3 separate regions of the Mus musculus genome follow, and regions 1 and 3 are each linked to region 2. A link is a contact called in public promoter capture Hi-C data. All regions are on one chromosome and are shown on one strand. Each heading gives the region's core, a stretch centred on a gene start, on an enhancer-like site or on the middle of the called end of the contact. The rest is flanking DNA. Distances are from core to core; before and after follow the strand shown. Region 1 holds the start of E130215H24Rik (RIKEN cDNA E130215H24 gene). Region 2 holds the start of Thbd (thrombomodulin). Region 3 holds the start of Gins1 (GINS complex subunit 1 (Psf1 homolog)).

The links. Promoter capture Hi-C pulls out the DNA fragments that hold promoters and counts their contacts.
Region 1: a promoter capture Hi-C map of pre-B cells shows a contact between it and region 2, with 7 times the contacts expected there. The contact joins the promoter of E130215H24Rik here to the promoter of Thbd in region 2. A contact is called at or near these places in 3 of 39 promoter capture datasets (hippocampal neurons, neutrophils and pre-B cells), 1 of 115 datasets of contacts at active chromatin or transcription factors (pro-B cells) and 1 of 9 other capture datasets (liver).
Region 3: a promoter capture Hi-C map of pre-B cells shows a contact between it and region 2, with 3 times the contacts expected there. The contact joins the promoter of Gins1 here to the promoter of Thbd in region 2. A contact is called at or near these places in 4 of 39 promoter capture datasets (cranial neural crest, hippocampal neurons, liver and 1 more).

What each region holds. Positions count from the first base shown.
Region 1 is chr2:150,665,993-150,669,658 of GRCm38.p6, reverse strand. E130215H24Rik (RIKEN cDNA E130215H24 gene) reads right to left here and starts at 2,165. Exons shown (of 2, transcript NR_040331.1): 1 at 1,702-2,165; 2 at 727-1,198. Acss1 (acyl-CoA synthetase short-chain family member 1) reads left to right here and starts at 1,419. Exons shown (of 14, transcript NM_080575.2): 1 at 1,419-1,774. The coding sequence starts at 1,462.
Region 2 is chr2:148,406,731-148,410,807 of GRCm38.p6, reverse strand. Thbd (thrombomodulin) reads left to right here and starts at 2,620. Exons shown (of 1, transcript NM_009378.3): 1 at 2,620-4,077. The coding sequence starts at 2,862.
Region 3 is chr2:150,907,460-150,911,598 of GRCm38.p6, reverse strand. Gins1 (GINS complex subunit 1 (Psf1 homolog)) reads right to left here and starts at 2,005. Exons shown (of 7, transcript NM_027014.1): 1 at 1,806-2,005. The coding sequence starts at 1,880.

The DNA.
Region 1 (3,666 bases), core at 916-3,415, 2.3 Mb before region 2:
CAGCTCAGTCTCCTGGTCTTGGTGGAGCAGGAAATGCCGAGTACACACTGGAGGAGGAAGTGTTGGTGGGTATCTCTCAGACCACCTGGCAGAGTCTGCCCTTTCTCTTACCTATAGCTTTATGTGTTCAACTAAAATGTGCTCTTTTATAAGTCTCTTTTTATTAGCTTGAGTGCTTCCTTATTTATTCGAGCACTATGTAACCTTCTGTGTTCCATTGTTTTGTTTCTGGCCCTAGCCTAGCTTTTGGTTTGATTTGGTTTCTTAAGGTGGAGACTAGCAATGTTGTTCAGGCTACTCTCAAACTCATGGTCTCCAGGGTGTGATCTTTTTGCCTTGGACTCGTGAATAGCTGGGACCCCAGATGTGCACCACTGTGCCCACTTGCCTAACTTTTGAATTAAGGACAAGTGCTTGGCTGAGGGCAGGACATATGCCTGTGCTAGTTGTTGGCACCGCCTTCCTCCTCAGCAGCTTGCCCACAGTATCCCCTCCAAGGAAACTACCTATCTACAGCTGTCATTGCCAACAGGAAAAAGTCTTTGCCAGCCCGAAGAACTCCACAAACCAGTTTTCCAAAGTCTCCGACCTCTAGTGTTTATTTTTTTTATTATTTATTCACTTCTTAAGTATTTGGTAGAGACACATTTCTTTTTACTCTTGATTATTCAGTAACAAAAACTTGAACTTCATGACGGAGCTGATGGTCAACGAGGCCCAATGTGATATGGACATTGATTTATTCTTTCCCATAGCTTCCCACCACCTGGAATCAGCAAAGGGTCCCAAGGAAGTGGTACCTGCCCTGGCAGAGGTCAGCAGCTGGTAACCAAAATATTGTTACTGGACTCAGGCCTTCATAGCACCTCCTTTCCTGTTTGAAGGCCCCCAGGGTTGCTCATCAGCCCTTTAGCCCGCTGCGGGTGATTTATGTGTGTGTGGCATGGTTGTACAGGCCCACACCATTGGGAGAGGGCTTTACTCTCAGAAGGTCTCCTAAGGAGGAAAGCTTTGACTTCAATCTATGGTATGCTGAACCAACTGACGGTTCATCCACACCATCTGTGAGCTGCTTCGCTCTTATGACCACTTAGACGCGTTCCCAATCTTATCTCAGAGCGCTGCCTGTGTCCCAGGTCCGGAGGCTGGGCCAACCGTGTACTTGCAGCTTCTGTCGCCAGCCAGAAAGTTATTTGGTCTGTAAAAAGAGATCGCAGAAACCCAGGAAACTGAAGCCGAGAGCGCGGGCTAGCCCCGGACTGGGCGCACAACAAAACCTAGTTCTACCCACCTCCCGGAGTCCCTGTCCAGGAGGGAAGAGGTGGGAAGGGGCAGGCTCAAGGAAGCTGCTTCTCCGGGAGAGAAGTAGTGGGTGGTGGCCGCGGGGGCGGAGCCGGGGCGGGGCCGTGGAGACTCTTAGGGGCGCTCAGGCTACCGCACCCGCGTGGGGCGTCGGGCGAGATGGCGGCGCGCAGCCTCGGCAGCGGTGTGGGGCGACTGCTGCGTGGCCTGCAAGGGCGCTCTGGACAATCGGGGTGGTCACTGAGCGTGTCCCGCTCGACCGCCACCCGACTCCCGGGCTGCGTTCCTGCAGCAGCGCAACCAGGCTCGTACCCCGCGTTGAGCGCTCAGGCAGCCCAGGAGCCGGCCGCCTTCTGGGGGCCGCTGGCCCGTGACACACTAGTTTGGGACACTCCTTACCATACTGTCTGGGACTGTGACTTCAGGACGGGCAAGATCGGCTGGTTCCTGGGAGGCCAGTTGAATGTGTCTGGTGAGTGCCTTGCTGGGTCCAGCTCATTTTCGCCGAGACTCGGGAGGCTCCAGTCAGTAGCAGCTGCCCCCAGGCCTTGGCTCTTTTCTCCAGAATGCTTCACCACCCACCCTAATCCTTGGGTCACGTCACTTTGTTCTGTATTCCACCGGATCTAGAGACTGCAGCTGGCGAAGCAGCAGTTACCCTCCCAAGTCTGCAGCGCTGTCTCTAGCGGGAAACTGGGGATACCCGGTTTAACCTCAGAGTGTTCTACCCTAACACAGATTCTAGGGGGCTTTGTCTTCAGACACAAAGCTTAGGACCCCAGATAGGCCTAGATGGAGAGAGCCCATGCTCCAAGAGTCCAGGCTTTTCTGACTCAGGGCCCCCAGATCAGCAGGGTAAACGCAAAGTACATAGGTTGCTATCGGCAACTGCAGGTGCTAGGGCTCGAGGCTCCCCTGAGGACAAACCTTGCAGTGTAAACAGAGCTTGGTGGGTGCAGGAAGAAGAAAGTGTCAGCCCCTGGGAGGGAACTGCTTATCTCCTCCGGTTGGGGTATGTGGGCAGGAAGTTCTCGGTCTAAGAACTGCACCCCAAAAACAAACGTCTACAGTGTCAAAGGCAGGTGTAACTTCAGCTCTCCGGAGTCTGAGTCAAGAGGAGCTGAACTCAAAGCCAGCTTGGACTATGTACCAGCCTCCCCCTTGATCTCTAAACGAGACACATCAGTCACTCTAGCTGTCAGTTTTCTGATGAGCCCGGATTCTGCTGAGGGTGGAGGCAGGGAAACACACGGAGGAGCCGAGAACTGAAGGAGGGGTTGGACTGAGAGGGGCTGGACAGACAGGCTGTGTCTCTGGTGCACAGCAGAGGGTTGGGAACTTTTGCATTCCTGTGGGATGGGAGCGAGGGTTGGATGGGTCAGAGATGCGTAAGGGACGAACTGAAGGTCTTTAAGACGAGGTGGCAGGTGATGCTTTGTTTAAGGACCAAAGTTAGAGGTGGAATCTGGTGTCTGCAGTTTCACTACCTCTTCAGCTTTGGTGCGTCTCAATCGCCCCATTTGTAAAATGAGAAAGCAATACTCACCTCTTATGCTGTCTGTACCGCAGTGCTGGGGGTGGGGATACAGTAACCTGTCCAGGCTTACTGGTGATCAATAAGCTGTAGCAGTTCTGATTTAATATATTCAGAAATTATAGGGTCTGTTTTTATTTATTTATTTATTTATTTATTTATTTATTTATTTATTTATTATATGTAAGTACACTGTAGCTGTCTTCAGATACTCCAGAAGAGGGCATCAGATTTCATTACGGATGGTTGTGAGCCACCATGTGGTTGCTGGGATTTGAACTCGGGAACTTCGAAAGAGCAGTCAGCGCTCTTAACCACTGAGCCATCTTGCCAGCCCCCTGTTCTTTTTTTAAAGCACAAAACTTTAAAGAAACTTTGGACAAGTCATTTTTCCCCCGTATATTATATCACTTGACAAGTTTAATCTAAATGAGTCTTTTACTAGATAAGTGTTGCCTTTAGACTTGAGTCAGCAAATTCTTCAACTTGGGTTAAGAAGTTCTTGCGTTTGCAGAAAGTGTCCTTCAAGTGAGTATAGCAGTTTGCAGAAGGAAGGGGGCAGAAAGTGTGCGGCTTCTTTGGAAACCTCTCCTCCCTTAAGAGGTCAAGGCCGCTGGGACGACCAAGCTTGTAGCTGATAAGAAGTGGTATCAGCCTTATGGTGAGGCTTGGGTGTGGTCTTCTAGGAATTCTCTGGCCTCTATTCTTCTACTATTAGAGCTGTGTGAGCCAGACAGAGTTTGAACTTCGCCAAACTGACATGCAAGAAAGCAGCTTCTCCAAATGTCTGGCTTCCTATCTGTCAGCAGCATCTTTGCCCTTTGCCCGTT
Region 2 (4,077 bases), core at 1,371-3,870:
CTTAAGGAGCATTCTCCTTCGCCTCGGACGTGTCACTCCCTGATTGGCTGCAGCCCATCGGCCGAGTTGACGTCACGGGGAAGGCAGAGCACAAGTAGTCATAAGATACCCTTGGCACATGCGCAGATTATTTGTTTACCACTTAGAACACAGGATGTCAGCGCCATCTTGTAACGGCGAATGTGGGGGCGGCTCCCAACAATAGTCATTTGGGAAGAGAGAAGCTCAGTTGTAAAAATGCCCCCAGTTGATTGGCCTGTAGGCAAGCCTGTGGTGCACTTTCTTGACTGATGATTGATGTGGACGGGCCCATCTCCTTGTGGGAAGTGCCACTCTTGGGCTGGTTGGTCCTGGGTGATATAAGAAGACAAGCTGAGCAAACCATTGAGAAGCAAGGCAGTAAGCAACATTTCACTCTGGCCTCTGTGTCCGTTCCTGCCCTTAGGTTCACGCCCTGACTCCTCTGGACAATGAACCTTAAGCAGGAAGATGAAACAAACTGCTCTCTCCTCAAGTTGCGTTTGGTCATGGTGTTTTCTCACAGCCACAGAAACCCTAATTAAGGCAGTTGTCGTATTGAAAAGTCCCCACTCAGGAGGGTAACCACCATTTAATTCCATGCTCTCACAGCACTGAATAATCCCACCAGTTCACACTCTGCAGACAGTGCCTCTGGTCCATGCCCTGTTGTCTTCTACCTAGGGGATGCCCCTACTCTGGAACAGTGCCCCTGGAGGTCCCATCCCACATAAGAAAGCTGCCCCCTTCTCTAGAGGCTATCCCCTTGTCCAACCCCTAGTCATTCTTCTCTCTTTCCTAGGACCCAGGCATTGCTATATTTATTCCCATTCCCTCTGGAGTTTTCTTTCCTGGAGAGCTGAGGCAGCTTTGACCCAATAAAGACAACGTCAGTCAAGGGGGTGGTGGACTCTACAGGTCCCAGCTCTGGCTTGACAGAGACAGAGTCCCACATGGGCAAGCAGATGGAGGATGTTCCACCTGCTTCTTTTTACAATTTCAGTGCTTTCATTTCACCCTCTTTTTTTTTTTTTTTTTTTTTTTTTTTTTTTTTTTTTTTTGGTTTTTTTGAGACAGGGTTTCTCTGTATAGCCCTGGCTGTCCTGGAGCTCACTTTGTAGACCAGGCTGGCCTCGAACTCAGAAATCTGCCTGCCTCATTTCACCCTCTTGGCCACGCGTCCCTCTGTGAATGTTTTTCTCCACGTGAGGACACCGCAGCCTTCTGTTCTCATCTAAAGTCCGAGCTGTACTGAACCAGAGAAGCTATTCATTTGTAAGCCATGGGAACTTCGCGAGGCTTCCCACAGACGAATTTCCTAACCTTCAGCTTTGCTCCAGGCAGTCTGAGCTGCTCCGTAGCAGTTGTAGTAAGTAATGCTCTACTGTCCTTGGATTGGTCTAGAGTTCAACAGCACCGCCTCCTGGCAGTGGGGTGGAAGTGACTGCCACGGAGTGCAGGGTCCTCTTGGTGTGTGTGTGTGTGTGTGTGTGTGTGTGTGTGTGTGTGTGTGATGACGCGCACGCTTGGGGAATAGGCAGATGAGAGAGGTGGGGAGGAGGTGGCTAAGCTTTGATTTGAACACAGCCCTCCACATTCTTGGTGAGTGCTTAGCATCTAAAAGTCTTAAGTGACAGATTCCCTTCCTCCCCTCCCAGCTGCCCACAAGACACTCCTCTTCAATGCCCTTTGTGAGCAAACGGATTGTGTAGGCACCTCTATCTTTTGAGACTCTCAAATGACGATGGAAATGATCACGTCAAAAGGAACCAAGTAGGCTCTATTGTAGCTCATACAGTCTCCTTGCAAAGCCCCCTCCCCCCCTCCCCACCCCGGGGCCAGTTTCATTGAGGGGTCTGAGATAGGCTTGGAGGAAAACAAAACAAACCAGAACAAAGGAACGCAACACACCTTCCCCAGAGGATTCTGCAGGAATTGAACTGGGAAAGGGGGCCATGATCTCTGAGCCCAGACAAAACTTGCACGATGTTCTCAAGCAACTAGATAGGGTCTGGCCTTGGAGATGCCTGCTCAGAACAGGAGAGGAATGGAGACTGGAGAAGGGTTTGGGGTTATTAGACCACTCTCTCCTCTTGCTGCCCTAGTATTGTTTCCCCTGGCCTCCTCCAAGGTCATTTGGGACCTAAACCTCCGATTGTCAATGCAGCCAGGCTTCCTGAGTTCCTGCCTTGCATTTAGCTCACCTTTTTCAGAGTCTTGCAAGTCTCAGACACACCTCTACTGGACTTTTCTTTTCCCTGCCCCACCAACCGGACCATCTTCCAAACTTTGGTAGCATCTATGTGGAAGTGTGAGTGTGAGTGTGTGTGTGTTCGCGTCTGAGTGTGTGTACGTGTGTAGAGGTTTAAACACAGGCTACCCGCGGGCTATACCGGAGAGTCTGGGGCAGGAACTGTCGTCTTGCTGACACAGTTCTGTTCTGTGGTGGCGCCTGCAGGCCACGCCCGAGGGCCTCCCAACGCCCAGACAGACTTTTTAACTCATCGCGCAGAGGTGATCCCAGGCTGGAGGGCGGGCGCAAGGCGTCCGGAGAACCCAGTAATCCGAGAACGCAGCATCAGCCCTTCCCACCAGGCACTTCCTTCCTTTTCCCGAACGTGCAAAGAGGGAGGGCCGCGCATTTATAAACTGGAGCTTCAGCGGAGTGGCATGTTAGAGGCTGCCTCGCAGGGACTAGGAGCCTGGGCTAGAAACGTCTAGGTTGTGATAGAGGCTAGCTGCTGTCGCCGCAGGCATACGGAAACCCCTCTGCCTGGACTGGGTGTCTGCACCAGCGCAGGGCTAGCTTTTCTCGGAACTTGCACGGTGCACCCCTGGACAGCATGCTTGGGATTTTCTTTCTGGGTGTGCTGGCTCCAGCTAGCCTGGGGCTCTCCGCACTAGCCAAGCTGCAGCCCACAGGCAGTCAATGCGTGGAGCATGAGTGCTTCGCGCTTTTCCAGGGCCCCGCGACCTTCCTCGATGCCAGCCAGGCCTGCCAGCGCCTGCAAGGACATTTGATGACAGTGCGCTCCTCAGTGGCTGCCGATGTCATCTCCCTTCTGCTGAGCCAGAGCAGTATGGATTTAGGGCCCTGGATCGGTTTACAGCTCCCGCAGGGCTGTGACGACCCGGTGCATCTCGGGCCCCTGCGCGGCTTCCAGTGGGTTACTGGCGATAACCACACCAGTTACAGCAGGTGGGCGCGGCCCAACGACCAGACGGCTCCACTCTGCGGCCCTCTGTGCGTCACGGTCTCGACAGCAACTGAAGCTGCACCCGGCGAGCCGGCCTGGGAAGAGAAGCCATGCGAGACTGAGACCCAGGGTTTCCTCTGTGAGTTTTACTTCACAGCTTCCTGCAGGCCTCTGACGGTGAATACTCGCGATCCTGAGGCTGCCCACATCTCTAGTACCTACAACACCCCGTTCGGGGTCAGTGGTGCGGACTTTCAAACGCTGCCGGTAGGCAGTTCCGCCGCGGTGGAGCCCCTTGGCTTGGAGCTGGTGTGCAGGGCCCCGCCCGGAACTTCAGAGGGACACTGGGCTTGGGAAGCGACAGGAGCCTGGAATTGCAGCGTGGAGAATGGTGGCTGTGAGTACTTGTGCAATAGGAGCACGAATGAACCCAGATGCCTCTGCCCCAGAGACATGGACCTGCAGGCCGATGGACGTTCGTGTGCAAGACCTGTGGTTCAATCGTGCAACGAACTCTGCGAGCATTTTTGTGTCAGCAACGCTGAAGTGCCAGGCTCTTACTCCTGTATGTGTGAGACAGGCTACCAGTTGGCTGCAGACGGACACCGGTGTGAGGACGTGGATGACTGTAAGCAGGGGCCCAATCCATGTCCCCAGCTCTGTGTTAACACCAAGGGCGGCTTCGAATGCTTCTGCTATGATGGCTATGAGTTGGTGGATGGAGAGTGCGTGGAGCTTCTGGATCCGTGTTTCGGATCTAACTGCGAGTTTCAGTGCCAGCCAGTGAGCCCCACCGACTACCGATGCATCTGCGCTCCAGGCTTCGCACCCAAGCCGGATGAACCGCACAAGTGCGAAATGT
Region 3 (4,139 bases), core at 756-3,255, 2.5 Mb before region 2:
ACAACTTAATGAAAACTGTCGTTTAAAAAATAAGAGCAGGTGAGATGGCTCGCCATGTAAGGGCACTTACTTCCTAGAGTGCTGACCTCCTGTAACTCACACAGTAGAAGGACAACTCTCTTGTCCCCTAACCTCTACACCTGTGCTATGGTATGTCACAACCCACATAAGTAAATAAATATAACAGAAAAGTGATGATCAGGACCTGTGAGAAAAGGGGGACTGGGCAGTGCTACTCAACAGTGACAAAGTTTCTGCTGGAGTAATGAAATGGGTTTGGAAAGAGTGAGGAAGGTTTGAAAACAATGTGGATGTAATTAGTACTGCACATACACTAAGTTAAAACGGTCAAGTTTATATTTGTATGTGTATTTTTAAAAGATAAAACAAATAGCCATTGGAAAAGTGCAATAGGGGCTGGAGGGATTGGCTCAGAGATTAAGAGCACTGTCTGCTCTTCTAGAGGTCCTGAGCTCAATTCCCAGGAACCACATGGTGGCTCACAACCATCTGTAATGGAATCTGATGCCTTCTTCTGTATGTCTGAAGACAGCATCAGTGTAGTCACATATGTAAAATAAATAAATAAGTCTAGAAAGAAAGAAAGAAAGAAAGAAAGAAAGAAAGAAAGGAAGGAAGGAAGGAAGGAAGGAAGAAAGAAAGAAAGAAAGAAAGAAAGAAAGAAAGAAAGAAAAGTGCAATAGGGGCTGGAGAGATGGCTCAGTGATTAAGAAAGAAAGAAAGAAAGAAAGAAAGAAAGAAAGAAAGAAAAGTGCAATAGGGGCTGGAGAGATGGCTCAGTGATTAAGGGCACTGGTTGCTCCTTTAACCGGACCCAGGTTCGACACATCTAGCACCCATATGGTGATTCATAACTGTCTATAACCGTCAGTTCCAGGAGAATTCACTGATCTCTTCTGACCTCTGTGGACACCAGGCATGCACGCTGCCACATATATACATGCACGCAGAACATTCATACACACAAAATTTAAAAATAAATCCTTAAAAAACAAGCATTATAAAACTACTGAACTACTGAATATTAGAATAGTCTCAAATACATTATACTGAGCAAAAGAGGCCAGAAATAAAGACTGCATTCTACATGATTCCACATGGCCCTGTTCCATGACGTGTCAGCTCCTAGCCAGCCGAATGAACCCAGATACATGGGGCGCGGGGGGGGGGGGGGGGGGGGCGATGGGGGGGAGAGGCAAAATCTACAAACAAGAAAAGCAAATCTATGGTTTACAAAGGCTGAAGCTGGGACACAGCTTCATAGCAATCCCCAGAACTACTGGGGTTATATTAAGATGCTACTGGCTCATCAAGAAGCTGGCTATAAAAATGCATGTGGATCTGGAGGGATGGCTCTGGCACCCACAACCCACCTATAACCCACACCCTCTTCTGGCTTCCATGAAGCACCTTCATGCAAGTGAGACACATACTCATAATTTCTTTTGTTTTGTTTTGTTTTTTAAATAGAGTTCCAGGCCAGCTTGGACTACATGAGGACTTATCTCAAAAAACGAAAACAAGAAACGCTCAGATGGGGCAAGTCACCAAATCAACAGGTAACCTAAGTATGAGTCTTTTTCTTCCTACGATTTGGCCCCGTTTCAAACTTGTTTCCGATCTCGGAATCTAGCAAAGAGATAAAGTTAGCCCAGCAACCAACAAAAAAAAAAAAACCTCCAGCAAGCAACAGCAGGCATAGGCTCCGCCCCAAGGCATGAGGCCCCGCCCTAGGCCCCCAGGCCTGGCCCTCGACACGCCCCTTCCCGGCCGCCGCTCCTCACATTAAAGGCCGGCAGCTGCCCTTCCGGCGCGCGGTGTAACTCGCGGACAAGCTCCATAGCTTTTTCGCAGAACATGACGGACGCGCCCGGGTCCCGTGGTCCCGTCAACTGCCAAGTCACCCCAAACGGTCGCTAGTTCCCAGGCCGCGGCACTTCTATTGTTCAGAGTCGCACAACACCAGCAACCAGCTCCTCGCTTTGGCGCCAAATAGGCTCAACCAATAGAAGTGCACTGGTGCGGGGTGGGGATGGTGGGTGGGAGAGAACTGAGCTACGGTGGCCGAGAAGGGACATTTAATTTTATTGAGCAACCTCACTGAGCTTCAGGAAAATTGGGGTTAAAGAGAATGGTTTCCTCCCTGGCAAAGCCAGAAAGTAAATTGCGTCTAAGATTGTGGGCTGAAACAAAGGGCTGTTTTCGATTGTCCAGCAAAGTAAAGTGCACATTCTTCTCCTCCTTTTTATTTTTTCCATTTGAATTTATTATCTTTAGATTGCAAGAGGCACCTTTAGGTTGAAGAAAAGTCGAGAAAGTACTGGTTATGATGCAGTGTTTGAGTTTTGCAGTGCCGGTTGTTTAACATTAAAGAGAAACCTTTTTTTTTTTTTTTAAACAGGGACTTGGGGATTGGAGGGGTGTCTTTTTTTTGTAATTTATTTATTATTATATGTAAGTATACTGTAGCTGACTTCAGACACACCAGAAGAGGGCGTCCGATCTCATTACAGATGGTTGTGAGCCACCATGTGGTTGCTGGGATTTGAACTCAGGACCTTTGAAAGAGCAGTCAGTGCTCTTACCGGCTGAGCCATCTCCCCAGCCTGAGAAACCGTCTTTTATTGGGTACTTTTAGTATGGTAGGAACTATGACATATATTTCAGTTAATTCTCACAACTTTCCTTAAGAGATTACTAGTATGCAGAACTGGTAAACGAAAACAGTTAACTCTCTGCAGGTCACATGGCTCATAAACTGACTAGAATGGGATCTCTATGCTTCGCACTTTCTGCTCTGGCACTTTTTGATTTTAAAACAGTTAAAAATATTCACAAACTGGAAAATGTCGCAGATAACAGCAGTTTTAAAATTGGTTCTGAACTGATGGTGGAATGCCTGCAATCCCAGAACTTTTGTGACAGAGAAAGATTACTTCAATTCAGTTCAGGAGTTCTAAAGGAGCCCATCTTAAAAACAAACAAACAAAAAACAGTAAAAATACTCTTGATTTGCCTTCTGTTTCTGTGATAAGACACCATGACCAAAGATAAACTAAAAAGGAAAGGGCTAATTTCAGCTTGCAGTTGTAGTTCCATGCCATAAAGGGTATTCAGGGCAGGAACTCAGAGATCCTGGAAGAAGGCTGCTTACTGGCTTCCCATGGCTTCCCAGGCCTTGGGGTGACACTCCCCTTAGTGGTCTGGGCTGTCCCAAGTCAATTATTAATTAAGAATACTCCTACAGAGTGGCCAAGCGATTCTGATGAAGGCAGTTCCTCAAGATTCCCTCTTCCCAGATATAATTACGTTTGTGTCAAGTAGACAAAAATTCTCTAACCTTCACAACCCAAGATAAAACCATACCATAAAACCTACTTGTTTCATTCACACCCACACCCACCCCCTTTGAAATTGGGTCTTACTGTGTTGACCAGGCTGACCTCAGAGTCATAGAAATCCACCTGCCTCTGTCTCCTGGGTGCTGGAATGAAAGGTGTGTGCCACATTGCCTTACTATTTAGCTGATTTTTGAAAAAAGTGTTAACGTCTATAAAACAATAATAGATTTTTGTCTTGTTCTTTTGCAAATGTAGCTAACAAGACTGTTAGAGTAACTGGACAATGTTGAGAGAGGTGTTTCAGAGAGAGGTCCTGAGACAAACTGTTCTTCAAGTGAGAGCTTTGCTACTTATCAATTCACATACAGTATGGTAGGGCTCTGAAGAGGGGTACTTCGGTTCCACCAAACTAAGCAGAGATCCTAGAAAAAAAGTTGCAGAGGGAGGAGGTGGTCCAAAGCCACAAGGTAGTAGGCATGGAAAGTACCTCATGCTACATGCTAGCTGCTTAAAGTCAGTTTGCCTCTATTTCTGGGTCAGCTGGGGAAGGCAAGATTTTGTGACTTCAGAGTCAAAGCACTGGTCTGTCATATTCCTGTAGCTGTTCCTGGAGGAAGGGAGGCTGCTTGGAGTGTGGCGTGATCTGTTAAGGCTGCAAACAGGACAATGCCCCCACTTTAAAAAGAAACCACTTGTTGAGGTGTTTGTTGTGCCTCATGTCTGTAATGCTATCACTCCAGGTGCTGAAGCAAGAGTATTCCAGAGAGTTCCAGGCCA